Regions from separate parts of the Mus musculus genome. Here regions 1, 3, 4 and 5 are each linked to region 2. Evidence: chromatin contacts called from public HiChIP or PLAC-seq and promoter capture Hi-C data. All regions are on one chromosome and are shown on one strand. The core of a region is the stretch at or near the end of the contact, and the rest is flanking DNA. Distances in the headings are between cores, read along the strand shown.

The links. Promoter capture Hi-C pulls out the DNA fragments that hold promoters and counts their contacts. HiChIP or PLAC-seq counts read pairs in DNA pulled down with a chosen protein or histone mark.
Region 1: an H3K4me3 HiChIP or PLAC-seq map of stem cell-derived neural progenitor cells shows a contact between it and region 2, with 5 times the contacts expected there. The contact joins the promoter of Zfp422 here to the promoter of Zfp239 in region 2. A contact is called at or near these places in 6 of 39 promoter capture datasets (the C10 cell line, the HPC-7 cell line, cranial neural crest and 3 more) and 4 of 115 datasets of contacts at active chromatin or transcription factors (embryonic forebrain, extraembryonic endoderm stem cells and stem cell-derived neural progenitor cells).
Region 3: a contact with region 2 is called in a promoter capture Hi-C map of cranial neural crest. The contact joins the enhancer-like site here to the promoter of Zfp239 in region 2. A contact is called at or near these places in 7 of 39 promoter capture datasets (cranial neural crest, embryonic stem cells, frontonasal cranial neural crest and 4 more) and 1 of 9 other capture datasets (pancreatic islet).
Region 4: a contact with region 2 is called in a promoter capture Hi-C map of cranial neural crest. The contact joins the promoter of Marchf8 here to the promoter of Zfp239 in region 2. A contact is called at or near these places in 7 of 39 promoter capture datasets (the 3T3-L1 cell line, the SN4741 cell line, cranial neural crest and 3 more) and 1 of 115 datasets of contacts at active chromatin or transcription factors (epiblast stem cells).
Region 5: an H3K27ac HiChIP or PLAC-seq map of embryonic stem cells shows a contact between it and region 2, with 6 times the contacts expected there. The contact joins the promoter of Zfand4 here to the promoter of Zfp239 in region 2. A contact is called at or near these places in 2 of 39 promoter capture datasets (cranial neural crest and liver), 6 of 115 datasets of contacts at active chromatin or transcription factors (astrocytes, embryonic stem cells, extraembryonic endoderm stem cells and 1 more) and 2 of 9 other capture datasets (adipose tissue and pancreatic islet).

What each region holds. Positions count from the first base shown.
Region 1 is chr6:116,627,692-116,631,443 of GRCm38.p6, forward strand. It overlaps Zfp422 (zinc finger protein 422), which reads right to left and starts at 1,308. Exons shown (of 2, transcript NM_026057.3): 1 at 1,240-1,308.
Region 2 is chr6:117,861,499-117,865,433 of GRCm38.p6, forward strand. It overlaps Zfp239 (zinc finger protein 239), which reads left to right and starts at 1,383. Exons shown (of 4, transcript NM_001001792.2): 1 at 1,383-1,644.
Region 3 is chr6:116,766,723-116,770,469 of GRCm38.p6, forward strand. No RefSeq gene overlaps it. Among named protein-coding and RNA genes, the nearest start is that of Gm36788, 6.6 kb to the right of the region's middle. Within about 2 kb of position 1,594, at least 14 of the 459 cell types and tissues checked have an H3K27ac peak or open chromatin away from gene starts, as enhancers often do.
Region 4 is chr6:116,336,097-116,340,061 of GRCm38.p6, forward strand. Marchf8 (membrane associated ring-CH-type finger 8) reads left to right here and starts at 1,926. Exons shown (of 8, transcript NM_001302383.1): 1 at 1,926-2,119; 2 at 2,290-2,394.
Region 5 is chr6:116,262,238-116,265,901 of GRCm38.p6, forward strand. It overlaps Zfand4 (zinc finger, AN1-type domain 4), which reads left to right and starts at 1,982. Exons shown (of 10, transcript NM_001309446.1): 1 at 1,982-2,075. Washc2 (WASH complex subunit 2`) reads left to right here. Exons shown (of 31, transcript NM_026585.3): 31 at 98-434. The coding sequence ends at 237.

The sequences.
Region 1 (3,752 bases), core at 58-2,557, 1.2 Mb before region 2:
TCCCAAGAGTCTTATTCAGAAAATACTAGGTGAGAAAAATCTGGAAAAAAAAAAAAAAAACCAAAACACTTTATTCTTCCTTTCCTAGACTATAGCACGCCAAGAAGGAGAGCACAACCAAAAGCTCTAAAATAAGTTTATTGCATTACATTTAAGGTTGTCTGGAAGCTGTCAAAACAACCCCTTCCACACACACACACTCCAAATAGGCGAGAGTGTGGGAGGTGTTCAGGCCTGCAAAGCCAGTCACTGGACTTCCAGTGTCTTAGGTTAGTTGGAAAACCTACTTGCAACTCAGTTATTTTTCTGAGTTTCCTTGCACACAAGCATTTAAAGTAAGTAAATAAAAACACAAATGACATCTTTTCCTGCCTTTTTTTTCCTTCGTCTTGATTTTGCTGTATAATAATCCTCCAAACGTAAGAGTGCCCAGGGGCTTTTCCTGGGTGTTTAATAATTTTATCTGCTACAATTGCAGCAACAGAAAGAGCAAACTGCACATAACACAGATCTACAGCAATCACTGCCCATAACCGTCTCGGTTATGTACAGACCACGTAAACAGGAGACACTGTGTGGGGTACCTGGTACTCAATAAATAGCTATAATGGTAAGCATACACTTTTAAACACATCTCTTTAAATACCGGGGAACTCACAACTGGTTGCAAACTGATCGATTATGGAATCTACCTATGGATGAAGTAATCATACTTACAGGTAGCCTATGTGTGCTCCTATTTTTAAAATAAAGCTGATTTAAAACCTCCTTTCGTGGGTTCGTAAACACAGGCCCGAAGCTCCTTTAGCTCCTTTACCCATCCCAACCCCGGAGCCGCCTCCGGGCCTGATTTCTCACTGTCCGACCTGGGGAGTCCATCGCCCCCTCGTCTAACGCCCGCCAAGTCCGGTTGTCTGATCGAGGTCCCCAGTAGGGGAGAGGCTGGGTAAAGCTGGGTGATGGAGCTCCAGTACTGGGGACCCGTCTAGCCGGCGTGCACCTGCTCCCTCACCCATTTACGGCAGCAACAAAGAGTCCGCCGCTTCCCTCCAAGTCGCTCACAATGGCCCGGTGCAGCCTACCCACCCGTACAATGGAGTCTTTCTCCTCCGCGGCGAGCGGAGGCGCCCAGGCCGAAGCCGACCCCAGCCCGAGGCCACCCGCCGGGCTCCGTGCAGCGCCGCAGCCCGACCCGACCCAACACCGGCCCAGGCAGACCCGCAGGCCCCGCGTACTCACCGCGCAGGCCGCCACGGTGCCCGCCTCGCGCCTCGCCCGCCGGAAGTGCGGGCTGCTAGCCGCGGAGCTGCCGGCCGCTCTAGGAAGAGGCGGAGAGACCCTCTATGGTCCCCGGCCCACCCCACCATATCCTGCGGATTCTTCCGGTGGTCCTTTTGTGTTCCTCTCTTACCACTCAGAAGGCAGAGCCAAGGACCTTAAGGCCTGTTACCCGCTCTCTTTCTATTCTGGTCGACCTACACAGAAACTGGCCTTTGTTAGATTCTGCTCACCACCCCCAAACCAGCCCGTTCCAACTTGTAAATTGCATTCTTAGTACTGAGTATCTAGTCTAGAGAAATAACTTCAGCCTAAGGTGTTACTTATGTTTTTCACGGGTCGCCTTATATCACCAAAAGGCCCGTGAAATTTCTGGAGGACACTGTCCGCACAGGCTGACTGATTGATTAAAACGGCGGTGGTGAAGAGAGGTTGGGATGTTGCAGGTCCAGAGCATAATTAGTATTCATCTTGGGATGCATCCATTCCTTGTCCACTTCTATGGAAGGATGTGCAACATCCTGACAGATAAAACACAAAATCCCATTCTCCAATCAAAAGGCCAAGAATACTATGTTAGATGACATCTATAGCTGAGATGTCTAAACAGAGCTCTAACCCACCTCTCTGATGTTTCTACAAATGAATTTAAAAGTATCTTGATTTATGGCTTTCTTTGTTCTGTTACTGTCAAACCTTCATGAATTTGGTTGCAGGTTGAAAGGCGGAGTTTGGGTAATCTAAATCTGTGTTCCCTGGGCCATCATCACTTGTGTTTGGCCTCTGAATAAAACTCATGACTTTGAGGAGAGAGCCGTGACTTTGCATCAGCCACTCCTATCAGAGGAAAATGAATGCGTTCAGTGTACTGGGCAGGAACCCCAGCTTGGAGAGGAATTCTGCTCCCGCTCACACTGTGAGTGAACAACTCGGTTTGGAAAGGCACACATGCTTCCTTCCCAGGGGAGTTCTAATGGCTTCAGATTCATCGCATTAAGGCAGACTCCCCTCACTGGCGACCTTGGCTGATCCTGGTGTCCATAAATGCAACTTCCTGCAGAGAAGCAGCACTCTTCTGCGCGGCTGGCCAGATAAGTGAGCTTCTGTGGTTATGGAGGGTTTGGGAGTGTCGTAGGTCCGGAGCCCAGTCATAACAGAGTTTGAGGTATCTCTAGCCATGGAAATAACCACTACTTTGCCCACTTTTGACCTGACATCCTGTGACTGACAGGTAAAAAATATTTTGGGATGTGCTAATTTAACAAAACTGATTTTCTACAACCAGAAGTCCAAGAGTCATCTGATAGCGGAAGCCTGCAGCTGAGGTTCCTCCATGCTGCTATAACCTCCCACTCCATGCTTCCACTAGTGTGTTCCAAAGTGTCTTGTTTTGCAACTTTCTTTATTCTATTACTATGAAACTTCATGAAACTGCTTCCATGTTGGGGCCTGGGATTTGAGGTAACCTAAATCTGTTTCTGGGCCACGGTCATTTATATTTGGTCCCAGCATAAACTCTCTTGACCCATTGACATGTGCAACTCTCCAGAGCTCCAGGCTCCTGGATCCGATTGCTTGGGATCCCGTTTGAATGCGCAGTGAGCATGGCACATCAAACGTTCTGTCCCTCGATAGTCTCCGCCCAGCAATTGACAACCGTGCCTTCACTCCAGCTGCTCAAGCCAAAATCCTCAATGTCACTCTTGTCATGGTCTCCCCTACTCTAAACTTACAAACAACCCTTCTGGTGCCATCTGGGGGTCTTGGCTGGGTGTTTTCTCACCAGCTAAAGAAATAAAAGAGAAAAAAATCCAAGACACAAAAAGGTAAAAAAAACAGAACAACAACAACCACAACACACACACATACACACACACACACACACACACACACACACACACGAGCATTGGAAAAGGAAGTGGTGGACCCACCCATCCCCCAGTTAAAGTCAGTGAGAAAGCAGGCCCCGGAGACAGCTACTGAAAAGCACACAGAAAGAAAGACTCTCCACAAGGTGGAAAGGGGATTCAGAAACCAAAATCCATTTTCCTCACGTGGGGCTATCAGCGCCCTGTTCTCTATCATTTTCCTCATGGGGGGGGGGGCTTTTGGGTTCCCCAGGTTGAGTTCTCACTCTCCTCATTTCATACTGGCTAATGTCCTGTTTGGTGTTATACTACCTTGACCCAGCTAGAGTCATTTGGGAAGAGGAACTCTCAGTTGAGAAACAACCCCTTTCATCCCCTTATGTTCTTCCTGTAGGCATATCTGTAGGGCATTTTTTTTTTTCAATTAACAGTTGTTGTCAGTGGGCCCAGCTCAGTGTAGGTGGTGTCAGCCTAGGCAGGTGATTCTGGGGTATTTAAGAGCACAAGCTGAGTGAGCCCTGGGGAGGAAGGCAGTGAGCAGCTCTTCTTGACTTCTCCATCAGATCCTGATTCTAGGTTTCTGCCCGGCTTGAGTTCCTACCATGG
Region 2 (3,935 bases), core at 133-2,632:
AAGTGATACCATACATATTGGGTTTAAATGTTATAATCTATTTTTATCTGAATGCACAACACCTAATTTAAGCATTCCAAATAGCCTTGACTTTAAAACGATCGGCCTTTCCTAGCCCCATTCTGTTACTAGTTTCTGCTATGAAATACCTAAGACCCTCTGGGCAGAACAAAGTTCAGTACTCTGGTAACTGTTAACAGTGTGTCCAGGGACCTGGAGAGATGGCTTAGTAGTTAAGAGCACTGACTGCTCTTCCAAAGGTTTAATTCCCAGCAACCACATGGTGACTCACAACCATCCATAATGAGATCTGAATCCCTCTTCTAGAGTGTCTGAAGATAGCTACAGTGTAATCCTATAATAAATAATTAAATCTTTATAAAACAAAACAAAACAGTGTGTCCAACCTTCTGTGACACACCACTGTCCTTTACAAAGGCCACATTCAGAAGAACAATCGGGCTGTTCTGGTTAGGGTGCCTGTCAGCCAATCCTGCCAGACTGCGATCAATCCCCAGGATCCACGGAGAAGAAGGAAGGAGGTGACTCCTGCAAGTTGTCCTCGGATGGCCACACCCACGGGGGAAGGGCTTACACACACAGAGGGAAATATATGAACAAAAGATATTTGTAAAAAGAAGTCTCAAGTCTGAGGTTTAAGAGTTTTGTGATGGGCTTTCACAACGTTCCTGGGGACCATGTGGGCTACAGATTGGATGTTAATGTCACAGGTTTACCTAGAGATCCTTTTGGGAGACGACTGCACACTCAGAAAACACTCTGAAATCCTGTTGGTAAGTGAAACTTAGCGACATTTAATACTATTGATTCCTTAGAATTTCGTTGACATTTTCTTTCAGATTTAATGGCATCAATTTCTGGAGGGGTGGCTATTTTATGATTAAAATTATTTTTTGGGTTTGGAAGTTCACTGATCTATTAAGTCAACCTTATGATCCAGTTTTTAGTTCTTTATATCCAAATACATTATTGTTGATTCTTAAAAATATTCTGTTTTTAAGTTTGTGTGTGTGTAGGTTTGTACACATGAACACATTGTACATGAACACAGGCGCCTGAGTCCAGAAGAGGGTGTAGGGATCACTGGAGTTAGAATTACAGGCGTTGGTGACCTGCGCAATAAATATCTGGAGACTGTACTCCAAAGATAAGAGCATGGAGTAACCAGTGATCGATTCTTTTCTTTCTTTTTTAAATTTCGACACGGGCTTCTCGAACTCACAAACCTCCTTCCTCGGCCCTAGTGATGAGATTACATGCTGTGAATACATATACCACACTATTCACTTAAAGTGGTTATTAACAGCTTCAGAATATTTTTAAGGCTGAAGACAATTTTATAATGATTTTTTACCCTCTAGCATCATCATAACAAGTAAAAGACACCTTGGGGGAGTATTTTAAAACTGTATGTGTCTGCAACGAAAAGAGTGCACAACAACTTGAACTATTCAGGGCCAACCACAACCTCAAACTGGGGGCTCACAAGAGTGAGCCCATCGTCGCCGGAAGTGAGCTCGGAAGTAGCGCTTTCCTGCCCGCAGCCTTCTGGGACTTGTAGTTCGAATCCTCGATGATGCTCGGGAGTCCTGCGTTACCAGGTGTGGGTTCTACCTACAAGAGGTGAGCAGAGCTGGGCTGCCCCAGGGGTGGGCAGCGGTGTCCTGGTCCAAACTAGGGGGCATTACCACTCGGAGCCAGGCTCCGAGGCTGGGAAGGCTCCTTGCGGCTGCGATCCCACGTGCTAGCAGCCACGGTAACCCCCAAACCCCCAGTAACACCCCGTGCACCAGGCCACCCTCACGGAGGGCCAGGCCCCTGCAGCAGAGCAAACCGCAGCTCCGTAGACACCCTCCTCTTGCTTGACCAAGTTCTGACCTGGGTGGGTCCAATGATGATGTTGCTGGACATCAGGAGACCATGAGAGAGGCTCCTAGAAGAGACCCCTAAGAGTACTAAGGTTTCCGCTGCACAGCCCTCCCCTCTGCGACCTAGAAACCAGTCAGATTTCTGAGAGGACGGTCTGGCAAGGGATACTGGGTAGCTGTAATGCACGCAGTGAGAAGATGCACAGAACCTGAGAACACCCACTCCAGAACTTCAGTATTGAAATAGGTTGGTCTGAGGAGATGGGCATGTCAGAACTACCCTAGGCAGAATCTGCCCCTCCCTGAAAATATGACCATGCTTCAGGTGACTTGCAGTTTCTTTCACCAAAAATGCCTCATCTCTGAGCTAGATACAGCTTTTCTTTCTTAGAACAAACTAGGAAATCAGCATTGAGTATTTGCCTAGAGTGAGGTCCTTGTGGTCTTTCTCTTTATTGCCAAGCTTCATTGTGAGATTGGTATTTTATACAAGGGAACGAGAGCATTTGGGACCTTACAATATGTATCTAGCAAACGGTATCAACTGGTTCAGCATTGGGTCTGCTGACCCGGAAGTTCTATGTTAATTCTCACTACACTGCCTTGCCACCTTGTGAAGTACTCAAAACATCCAACCAAGCTCTTCTGAAAGGCTCTATGGAGCATTTTCTCCCTGTAGTCTGGAAGTCGGCTCTCCTATCGTACATTTCACTCGGTGTATGTTCCACGAGTTACTCTTCGTTGTTAAGACCAAAATATCTTGGGTAATGAGTTTGTAAAGAGCAAAGATTTGTCTGCTCAAAGTTCCATCGTTTTAGTCTGTCATTACTTGACTCAGTTTTGGACCTATGAAACAGAGTTTGGTTCACCTCATGTGGGAAAGACCTGGATCCCAATATCACTTTAAGGGTGCATCCCCAGTGACCTACATTCTTCCTACTAGGTCCTACCTCCTAAGGATTTGACCTCCTTACGTGAGATCAAAACTGTAGCTTGTTGGAGATCATTCCAAGTTAGTATATGCCCAGTCTAATGCTAAGTAGGAAAAAAAAAGAATATAAACTGAAGCTTTTCATCAAAGAACTCATGTTCTTGGTGAGCAGATTATATGTAGCCATCATACATATGATGATTAATCTTGACTGATAATTGAACTGAGAGATTCCTAGGAATTAGTGAAGCACACTTCTTCCTGAGTCTCTAAAGGTGTTTCCAGAGAGTATTGGATCACTAGGGCTCTAGCCTCTGGGATGTTTCATTGTGGATTAAAACCTTGAGACTAGGGCTGGTGAGATGGCTCAGTGGGTAGGAGCACCCTACTGCTCTTCCGAAGGTCCAGAGTTCAAATCCCAGCAACCACATGGTGGCTCACAACCATCCGTAACGAGATCTGACTCCCTCTACTGGAGTGTCTGAAGACAGCTACAATGTACTTACATATAATAAATAAATAAATCTTAAAAAAAAAAAAAAAAAAAACCTTGAGACTAGCCGGGTGTGGTGGCACACGCCTTTAATCCCAGCACTTGGGAGGCAGAGGCAGGCGAATTTCTGAGTTCGAGGCCAGTATCCTAATTAACAAAGTCAGAAATGAAAAGGGAGACATAACAACAGATCCTGAAGAAATCCAAAACACCATCAGATCCTTCTGCAAAAGGCTATATTCAACAAAACTGGAAAACCTGGATGAAATGGACACATTTCTAGACAGGTACCAGGTACCAAAGTTAAACCAGGATCAAGTTAATGATCTAAACATATCCCCTAAAGAAATAGAAGCTGTCATTAATAGTCTCCCAACCAAAAAAAAAAAAAAAAAAAGCCCAGGACCAGATGGGTTTAGTGCAGAGTTCTATCAGACCTTCAAAGAAGATCTAATTCCAGTTCTGCACAAACTATTCCACAAAAGAGAAGTAGAAGGTACTCTACCTAATTCATTACTCTGATACCTAAACCCACATAAAGATCCAACAAAGATAGAGGATTTCAGACAAATTTCCCTTATGAATATCAATGCAAAAATACTCAATAAAATACTCTGTCCTG
Region 3 (3,747 bases), core at 344-2,843, 1.1 Mb before region 2:
CTTTGTCTTGGTTTCTAAAAGGGAAGTTGAAGTCATAGACTGGTCTGAAGTCATGAGAGCATTCTTGCTTTTTAACTTAATTTGGGGTTGTAGATTTCTTTCCAAGATTTGTTTCCCACCCAATTGTGTTATGCTGTGCATTGGCAGTCAGTTCACTGGGCTTCTGTCTCATCTTGCCTGTTGGAAGGCACAGACACTTTTTATTGGGTGTTATACATTATTACTTTTTTTTCTTATTTTGTGGTGACTGTTTTTGTATCCTTGCATATACCTCTGAGCTTGCTGTTGAGCTTCACTCTCATCCTGGCTACAGACAAGATGGCTCTATCTAGGTTCTGCCTGTATGAGTTCTTAGGGAATCAGTTCTCAACCTCTGGGTCGTGACCCACTTTCACAGTGACCCCATTCACAGGGGTCGCATATCAGATATTTACATCATGATCATAACAGTAGCACAATTATAGTTATGAAGTAACAACAACATGAGGAACTGTATTAAAGGGTTAGAGCATTAGGAAGGTTGAGAACCACCGCCTTAGGGGACCTGCGTTTTACTGTAACTACTAACGGCCTTGCCTGAAACGAGGGTTTCTGATGGTTCAGTGACCCTGCTAGTGGCCAGGACCTGCCCTGGCTTTCTGTGTCTCTTTCCCTCCAGTCCTCTCCAGTGGCTCTCCTGGTCATCTCCTCATTTGCATCTATGGATCGTTCTGGGGCTTACAGGAGCTTCTGCATCTCCAGTGCATGCAATGCTCCCTCTGTCCAGGTTCCTAGCCTGGGCTTAGGTGGGCGCTCTGACTTGCGCAGCCATATGCTTCCTCAGTCACACTTTCAAAGGCATGGCCTGGATCCTCTCCGGTCAGTGACGTGGATCAATCACGCGGCTCTTTGTCTGTGCTACTTTTCAAAACTTCTTTCGTCAGCAATTCATTTTCCCCCCTTTTGTTATTTCATATGGGCAGGTCCCGTTAACCTCATCTTGACTATTTCATCTAATTACAGTCTTACAGATAACAGGGGATGTTATTTTTCCTACTGTACAAAGAAGGAGCACTCCACTTGGGTAACTAATTCCTTAGGATCTAGGTCTGGAATGTCGAGGCACCGGTGAAGAACCGGGCTTTGGTCAACTTTTGAGCTAGGGCCGCAGGATCTGTGGCGGCAGCAGTGTCCACTAGGGGGCGGCAGAGGCCCGGCGTGCTCTGGTTCATCCTTGGGCTTTCCCTTTGCTTCCTCCCTCTAATGCTAATTCTTGCAAGTTCCTTACAACCCTGGCGACTTCTAAGCTTATCCCGGTTGCTCCACAGCTTTGCTTCTTGGACTGTGGGATGAGACACTCCTCACAGCTTTTCGTTGCAAGTAAACAGAGAACAGAAGTCACAGCAACTTGGAAATAAAGATGTGCAAAGACTGGCTGGATTTGGACGGTCACTAGTTTTCTGGCTGTCTTCTCTACAGTTTGGCTTTGTTTTCAGACTCTTTTCCCACTTAGTCAACCAGCTGCCTGCTGCTGTTCTAGCCTCACATCAAACAATGCAGAAAAAGTGAGATCTTCTTAGGCCACCCATAAGTCTTGGCTCTACTTGATGGGATCAAATGTGGGGTACACAGGTTTCCTCCAAACCCTGACAACAGCGGCCTACCGAAGCAAGGACTGGCTTGGGTCAAGTATGTTTCGCAGTCAATGTCTGTGCTAAACAGGCTGAGAGTCTGCACTTATCTCAAGCTAGTAAGAGCCGACCTTAGGAGCTGGGGTGCAGGCCAACCCCTTGAAAGCACACCAACGCATGCTGTAAGAGCAGCTGAGGCATGTTGGTAAGCATTTATAGATATTCATAATGGGAGAGTCCACAGGGCCAGGATCAGACCCAAGGCCCTAACAAGTGTTCTCTGTGTGAGCTGCTACCTAAGGGCTCCCTGCAGACTCAAAAGCAGCTCACAGCCACAGAGGGTTTGTAGCTCCTGCCCTGAGAAGCCAGTGAGGTGAGGGCTGGGATCTGACCTATTTATAGTCTGGTTCCTTTGCTGTCTCAGAATAGAGTAACCACCAGGCATAATGCTAAGATTGAGTAAGTATCTAAAGGTCTTCAGAGAACGCACTGCTTACTTAGAAGGGAGGAATGTCAGTAGATACAGCACGGAACTAAGAGAGCCTGTGGGAGCTACGCATGTACATGAGGCTAAAGGTGCACACAGTGACAGCATTTCCTTTAGCTTGTGGAGGCCAATCTGTGCCTTAGAGAGAGCATCTTCATGATTTGATGGATCAGGGAAATGAGCCATGGGAAGAAGGGATGGACCTGGCAGGAGTTGGAGGAAACGGGAACCAAATACCAGTAAACTTAGAAGTCCAGGGCTCATCACTTCCTTTGTCTCCAAAACACATATAGTTTGTTGATGTTACTTGATAGTTTCAAATCCTAACATCCTGAAATGGGATGTGGGGTGGAAAGCACAAACAAAACAAAACAATGAGCCACACCTGCCTCTGATGAAGGTGTTAGATACTCGGTCCCCAGGCACAGGCTGCAGAAGACAGCTGCGGGTGTCAGGTGTGTGCAGGAAAGCTATATCTCCCTCCACATTCCCCGTAACTTGTACACATTGAGTAGGGTTTCAAACCCGGCTGCCTTGGCAGTGAGATGGTTCTTTGGCTCCTCAGCACTCCAGATTTGTGACATCAGAAAGGTAGACTGGTTTTTCTGCTCTTGAAAAAAAAAGAAGGGTTGTTTCTCTAGCTGAGGGAGAGATAGACACATGGGTAGCTGGCATAAGTTTCTACGTTGGCAGGGTGATGAACTTAACAACTGGCTTCTCATGAGAACCCCTGCAGTGCAAATGCGCACCATCCACTACCTGCAGCGATCAGCTCTCCGTGTTTCTTCTGGGCATTGCCTTCTTCTTGGCGCAGCCTTTTATCAGGGACAAGGACTGACCCTCAAGGGGCAAAGCACAGTCAAAGCCACTTGTATTATTTACCTAGACGTTGGCAGGACCACATGTCATTTTTCTGGGGGTGGGGGTGGGGGGAGGAAGGAAGGAAGGAAGAGAGAAAGGAAGGAAGGAAGGGTTTATTTTGGTTCCTGATTTAGAGATTTCAGTCCTCCGGTGTCAGGCCCGATGCACTCGCAGGACATCATGTCAGCAGGACTGTGTGCCTGGAGAACAGCGGGTCATGTTGTGGTGCACCAAGGGGTAGGGAGAATGGGAAGGAGCCATTTATAACCTTCAAACGCTCTTCTACTGAGGGTCTAGTGAATGCCCTTATCAGTCACACCCTTCTAGAGGCCTCAAGCTTTGAAACAAGCGTTTAAAACACAAGCCTGTTGGGCCATTTTAGACTTGAACCGTGGTACCATTCGGGCCTTGGTGGAATGAATGCAGTTGCCTGGGGTCACTTGGGGCCTGATACATGGGCACCATTCCTGGTCATACTCTGGATTCCACTGGGGTCCTATTCAGTTCAGAATCATCCTGAATACAAATTCTTGATTCAACTTAACGAGTTAAACTTTATACAGCTGATCTGTTGTATCTCCGAATTCTTTATCCATTGATGGTGTCAACTGCAGGCTGAAAATATTTGGGAAACAAACGTACCGAGCATGTGTAGACTCTCTCCCTTATTATTTTGTGAATGATGGACTATAATAGCTGTAACCTAGCATTTGCATTAGATTAAGGGTTGGAAGTTATCTAGAGGTGCCGTGATGCATGTGGGAGAATCCCTTAGGATATCTGAAAACA
Region 4 (3,965 bases), core at 676-3,175, 1.5 Mb before region 2:
AGAATGAGTCTTTACAAAGAAGGAGAAGTGTCAGGTCATCTAGGACTGGACTCTCTGGAGCCACAAGAAACCTCTTTCACAAGCTATCCCAGGTGTTGCTCTTGTGGAAAGCTGTCCAAGACTTAAAATCAGGAAGTGTGGATTCAAGGGCTGCTTTTCAACAGCATAGTTAAGATATAGATATTCATCTCTTAATTTGTTTCTGTTATTCCTCACACTTCAGATTCACCTTGTTCAATGCCATTATGATCATAGACACCAGCAGTATATTTTGTCACTGTTTTTTTTTTTTTAGGTCAACTATGTAGTCTAGGCTTGACCTTGAATTCCTGATCTCTTGAAAACCTCCTGGGGCAGAAATTACACATGCACACTAACATCGACTGTAACAGCATCTTTTGTTTGCAAGGAACCCGTAACTGATAAACGTGTGCTTAAGCATTTGAAGAGTTGAGTGTGACTAGTTGTAGGGTAACATTGGCCCCCTGGCTCATGCCTCACTTGGCATCCCCTGATCTACAGTCTAGGAGGGAAGTCATCCCCTTTAGCACAGACAGGAGGATTTTTACCAAAGGCCACGAGGCTTCTTGCATTGAGCAAATGGTCACCTCAAAGCAACTGCTTTTTTTCTTTATTTTAGCAGCTTTACCTTCTAAGTACAGAGGTTTCTTCCCACTTCCTGTTTGTTCCCTTGTTTGGACAGATGCAAGATTTTGGTCTCAGGACTCAGAGCTTTGTTTTAGATGAAGAGAGGCTTCAGAAATCTCTTGGGTAGGGAATCCTTGTGTTAGGAGACTCTAGCTTTGCCTAAATAATATTTCCAGCTCCACAACTACTCAGACACTTCTAGAACTTGGAAATCTTTGTCACTTCGGATGGCAGGCTCCCACACCCCCAAATCACTTAATTGACTCTTCTTGCCCATGTACGACACTAATGGAAGTTTAGTCCTGCCTTATAGGAAAGCCTGCCACCAGGGCAGGAGGATTCTCTCAGGTTGTAGCTGCTGCTTCCCACAGCAAAAATCTGCACGAAAAAAATTCACCATTCCATCTTCTAGATGAATGTTGCTTTCAAGGTGATCTACAGGAATGGACCCATTTTTTGCTTTGCTACATGGATCCAGATGTTTTGTCTCCTGACAGTTTGCTCTCTAAACAGCATAGTATGCAAACTGACCAGCATATTTGAGTATGCTGAGTAACCTGATTAGCTAAACCAACAGACTTACTTCTAGACAATAGAAAATCGTGGAGTACTGCAGGGATTGCCTTACAAATCTCTCATGAATTTAAAAAAAAATACCTTGAATGTACCGTGTAATAAAGATTATTGGATAAATAAAACTGCCAGTGGCCAAAACCTCTCCTTCTGTAAGATGTGACTTAGGAAAATTAGAATGTCAAGAAATTGTAAAAGTTAGGAATGATAGCTTCTGAGAGAATCTTTGGGTCCAACCAACAGTACTGTGGTGGGGACAAGTCACAACACCAGTGTACAGGTATAATCAGGGATGAGTTTAATGTAGACAAAGTAGAGTCAAATACGTCTTGTCTACATGGACAGAAATATCCTCATAAAAATTATGAATACCATATTTACATATCCATACCATATACACTCAGAGTCTCTCTAGGTTAGGGAGTGAGAGAAAAAACAAAACAAAAAACCCTGCTCGTCCATACACACAAACGTTTTACCGCGTAGTTCTCGCTCCCACTTCATTTGCTAGCGCACCGGAAGGTTTACCTTTCTCTACACTGAGAAGGTGAAGCCGGGCGGAGTCTACCAGCAGCCTCACCCAGCGCCAGTCTACCAGGCGGCCGCCGCCGCTACCCCGCCTTCCCAGCGCCCCAGGTCGCCAAAGCAACGCTTTTAGCCTGAGGCGCGGCGGGGCACGTGACCGGCGCGTCACGTGACCGGTCAGTCGGCGTCCTCTCGCTGGGTGGTGTAGGCTGCGCGCTGACCCAGCGGCCCTGCTGCGTCCGGCCCGGGTCATGCAGGAAGCGGGCCGCGCGTGGAGCTCCGCGCCCACCTGAGCTGCTCGCGCCGAGGTGCGGCGTGGCGGGGCCGCGCGCTCCGGGCCACCAGGGGTGTGGCCGCTGGGAGGCCGCGACAGGTGGGTGCGCGGAGGTCTCGGGCCGGGGAGAGGCCGCGTGCTGCGGGGCGGGGTCCGGTCACCCTATCGGCGGGCGGCCGAAGGTCTCGGGCTCTCTCAGGTGAAGTCCTGCCCGGGCTGGGCTGTGAGGGCGCGCACCGGGCAACCCTCCCTCCCTGCCTCTGCTTCAGTCTCCGCGTCCGTCCGAGATGGAAGTGTGGATTCCTGGTGTCTGAGTGCCTGACGTGGCGTCTGGACGGTGCTGCTCTAGTAGAAGCGCTGGAGGCAAAGCGTAGGTAGGCTGCTTTACATTTTAATCGCCGCCCATTTGCTCGTCTTTAAAAATGTTTTTTTTTTTTTTTTGGACTCCTTCATCTGAGTCAAGTTTTTTTAAATAGGGAATTTATTAGGGGAGGATTATAATGGCTCACGTTCTTCTCACGTATCTTTAACGCAGCTAAACCTCCCTTAAAAAGAAAACACGCTTCTCTGAAAGCCCATTTGAAAAAAAAAAAAAAAAAAAAAACAACAACAAAGGAAGAAAGAAAGCCAGCCCTTTTCTGCTTCTTTGTCTCCCCCACGTAAAGACACACAGTGGTCATACAGCTGTCAAGATTTATTATGAAGTGGTTTTTTTTTTTTTTTTTTGTCGTTTTATGTTTTTGTTAATTTGATGATGTCTCAAGATACGTATGAAGTATGGCCCTTCCCATTATTTTTTTTTTTCTTTATTTTGTTCGATTATATGTTATGCAATTAGAGAAATAATAAATATATAACTTATCTCTTGGAAAAAACAGCAGTATTTCTGATCAGCCCCAGGAGGGACTGCAATCGTGCTTCTATATAGTAGACTTCACATGTACTTGCTTGGTTAGTTACTCAAAATGGGAGTGGAATACTTCATTTAGAATACTCAAATCACGTGCTGTGAAAAAGAATGTATGAACTATACATGGAATGATGTGGACACTTTTTTTTTTAAAAACTAAATGTTGAAAATCTGAAGCAAGAAAATTTTGCATTTTGAGAGATTCAGTGTGTGAGACCCTATGTTCAATAAAATCAAACGAAATATCCTGTTGGATGCAGTGAATGAGGGTATGCAGAGTGTGAAATTACTGAGGAAGTTAAAATAAAGAGCCATGTGTACTTTCCTAACTTCTTGTTTCTGGAGACTTTATTGATAAGAGATGTACTGAACTTTGATGTTAGCAGGGAAAATCGCTGGGCACGGTGGCGCACTGTGATCCTGGCAGTGGGAAGATAGAGGCAGAGAACACATTTTAAAAAGTTTGTCCTTTGTGAGGAGGTGGCTGTTGGTCGTCTAATGTCTGTGACACCCAGGTGAGGTACATTGTCTTTTCCAAGACAACTCCCTCCTTTACCTTCTCTTTAAGTATAGGCAGACGATGAAACTGTGTTGCATGTCTTGGCTACATCCAGGATTGTCAGATGAAACACACGATTCACAATTAAATATGAATTTTAGGTAAACACAAAATATGTGGAATGTACCTAAACTAAAAACAAATTTATCATTTATTTGAAGACAAGGTTTCCTTGCTTCTTGTTGCTAAATGTGAGTGTTTTAAGTCCAGCATGGCTATGTCATTTAAACCAGCATTAGGAGAAATTAGTTCAAGGCCCAGACAGGATGGAATAGATTCTCTTGTTAAGCTTCCCTGTTGGGGGCTGCAGATGTGGTTCTGTAACAGGGGGAACGCGTAGCACGCACAGGGCCTTTGTCCAGTCTCGGATAACAAAACAATCAACCAGTGGGAGCGAGAAATGAAGAGCCCTCTTTACTGTTGGGTGAGCCATCTGCTTGAAGGGCATCTTCTGTCACAGGAGTTCTGTCCCTCTT
Region 5 (3,664 bases), core at 732-3,231, 1.6 Mb before region 2:
GTTATTAGAATTGGGCTTTACAGTTTGTGTGCATGTGTCTCAAGTTCCCATTTTCTTGTTTGCCTGTCTTAACATCTTTCTTTTTTTCTTTTTAAAGATGACATTTTCTCCTCTGGCCTCCAGGCTAAAGCATCCAAACCCAAAAGCCAATCTGCAGAGGCAGCATCTGAACAAAGATCTGAGCACAAAGTGGCCAGCATTTTTGATGACCCCCTGAATGCCTTCGGAAGCCAGTAGAGCATGCGCAGCATGCGGGGCCTTCACAGTTCACCCTCCCATTCTGTTTTTCACGTAGTGACGTGCTCTCCTAACGCTGTCTTCACGGGCTTACAAGCAGATACTCACTCACTTCCTTTACCCAATGTAGCTGATATTTTTCTGCATTGATTTTAATTATGCTTAAAATTACAAATAAAAAATAAACGCTTCACAGAGGTTTGTTCTTACTTAATAAGAGTGCATGGAAGCTCATGCTAACAGGAGACACTGCTTTGTGGCTTCATGTGTGGGCAGGGAGTGCAGATCGAGCAGTGGTCAGGCACCAGACCTGAAGGGTTTGCTCTGTCGGTGGGTCTGGGTGCTGTGATGGTCTAGCACGTGAAAGGTTATGCATTTATGGGTTCTAAGCCCATGAGAAGAGCTTTCTACTGAATTCCCAAAAAGTGGGTCTGCAATCTTGTAAGGGGAACTGTGGTCCTCTGTTGTCTTAATAATGTGCAGAAAGTTTTATTGGAACACAGCCTCCATCATGGCTACATTATCTGGCTACCCCAGTCAGAATTCAGAAGTGACAGGAAATGGGATTTTTTATCTGTAGGCAAAAATTTGCCTCTCATAGCTTTTGTTTCCTCCTTTGTAAATGGTTTCAGTACTAAAATTGCAAGATTGTTGTTGAGAATAGACCTTTTTGTCTGCCCTTTAAAATGGTAGGTTATGACTGGTGATGTATGGTTTGATGAGGTTATGAAATGTTAAGCTAAAAAAATAAAATTTAAGCGCATCCACTGGATGCTAGAGCACGTGAGTGCTGTGAGTGATCACGATGTCCTGCGCAGGCACTGTCCTCCTAGGCTCTGTTCATGTTACCATCATGGCTCTGGCCTCAATAGAGTTGGAAGTTATCAGCCCAGTCATGGGCTGAGTTTAAGAGCAAGAGGCTGACAAAAGGCCTCACCATACCATCTACCTCAGTCCCGAGGAGTTGAAACTGTGGAGACTAGTGGCTCAGGTCTCGGAGGATAATGAGAGGGTGGGAGAAGACTGATCAGGGCCAGGGTTCTTTTGCAAGTTGACTATGAGGGAGCGCTTTCATGGTCCTCTGCAGTCCTCCTGGTAAAACACTTGAGTTGAACCTCCTATGAAGGAACCGAAGCAGCAGGGGCCCAACCTAGTTGGAAGGCATGTGTAGTCAGAAAGCCAGTCAGTTTATATCCCACTTCAGCTCGGTGCACAGCAAAAGTAGGACGGGATCTGAGCTCAGGTTGAGACTGTTTGACCTATAATCTTCAAATAGTTGCTCAAATGCAAAAGGCATATAGAAATGTTCCCATTTTACAGATGACACAACTGAGTCAGAAATGTTAGGAGAACGTGGAGTACAAGAAAAGGGTGACTAGCATGGACATCCTTTTAAGTGTCCTAGGCCATGAGTAAATAACAAATGCCAAAGACCCTCCTATCCCCAAAGAACCTTAGAAGTGCCCCAGCCACTCTGGTGCCGGCTCTTCCCAGACGCTGTGCCCCGTCTCCAGTCTCCTACCCTGCCCTAGACGGGTCCTGCAACCAGTTATAAAGAGTCAACATACGGGCCAGTTCTAACCGACAACCCTTCCTGAAAGCCCGTGCGACCCCGGCGTCCGAGCAACCGCCAGCCGCGGAAGACTAGGCCCCGCCCCTCGCGAGCTGATTGGAGGGCGTCGGCAGCGCTGATCGGCGATTGGTGAGCGGTGTCACAAAGGGCGGGACCGGAGCTTCGCGGGCCAGCGTAGGCCGGCGTCTCGGGCGCGCGAACTCCTATCCGCCTGCGGGCAGGCGAGCGAGCGAGCGGGCGGACGCGACCACCGGAGGGCGAGCGGGTGAGGGGCGCGGCGGGGCGGGGCGCGGCGCGGCCCGGAGGGAGGGCGGGTGGTGGAAGGGCCTGCTGCGTCTTCGCTGCCCCGGTGCGCCCGCCTCAGCTGCAGCCTGGTCACACCCGTGCTTCTCTGCCTACGGACTCACGGACAAATTGGTCGTACCCGTGGCTCGGGGTGCTGCTGACCCGACTTTGGGTCTGAGTGTGGTCCCTGCTGGTTGTGGCCCCAGGGCAGCACCCCCGCACTTGTGCATCGCTCCTAGGCCAGAGTGTGGTTCTAATCTGTAGCTCGATTTTCACACATCTGTAAAAGGACAAGAGTCACCTTTTTAAAAGGCTGCAACATATTGTGGGTATATTTATGTTGGGGGGAAAAATTAAAAACTAACTCGTCGTGTGACTAAGTTCCTGTGGACGAGAAGGAAGCAAAGGCCAAGGTACTGAAATTACCCCTTGAGTGCAGTTATTGCCGCTTTTGTTGGTTGGTTTTAGACATTTCAAAAGATGAAAGAAATGTTGGAAATTCACTTTGATTTTTCTCTAACAGTTTTCAAGATAAATTAGCAATTTAATCATCGTTTTATTTACTTATATTATTAAACATCACTATACGTTTTTATTGTCAATTGGTTTTCCAGTGCTCATTCATGCATACCACGGGCCACTTTGAGGATGCTTGCAGGCCTCAATGGACCCAGTTTTAGTACGCTAGGTCATTGGCCCACTTGAGCTTCCACTAGGCCATGTAATATTCTGCTGTGGTTTAGCCGGCCAGCACAACCTTTTGTCTTGTTACATTAATTTCCTTTGCTGAGAAGTATGACACAGCCGGGCGTGGTGGCGCACACCTTTAATCCCAGCACTCGGGAGGCAGAGGCAGGCGGATTTCTGAGTTCGAGGCCAGCCTGGTCTACAAAGTGAGTTCCAGGACAGCCAGGGCTGGACAGCCAGGGCTATACAGAGAAACCCTGTCTCGAAAAAAACAAAAACAAAAACCCAACCAACCAACCAAACAAAAAAGTATGCAACACAATTGCTTTCAGATATGGTCACCACCCTCGGTTCTTTTTGTGTATTGGAAATTATGCCACTAACTGGGACCAAACTTCATTTGGGAGTTCTTGTACCACTGATGATGCACCTACTGCTGTGCTGATTTTCTTCTACTTATAGGCACGTTAGTCTCATTTCAGATCTGTGCATTGAAGGATTACATGTTGCCTATGCGTATTTCACTATAATGCTGTTTTTTTTTTCTTTTTCTTCTTATAATGCTGTTGTTTTGTTTTGTTTTTGTGAAATTGCAGATTGAGCCCAGGGCCTAATATGTGCTAGGAAATACCCTATCACCTGGCTTCACATTTACCATGAGTGATGTAAGAGTGAGTAGTGAAATACAAACAGTACCACTGTTGCGTAGTGTACTCTTGCAGCTCTGACCCACAGTACTGGGAGCACAGTCCTTGTGTTGCTGCTGTTGTTTGTTTCTCATTAGTTCATATGTTGTGCAACTCCACTCAGAACAACTGTGCTCTTAGCAACAATGTTTCTTCCTGTGATGCCGTTTTTTTTTTTTTAAAGGAGCGTTAGCTA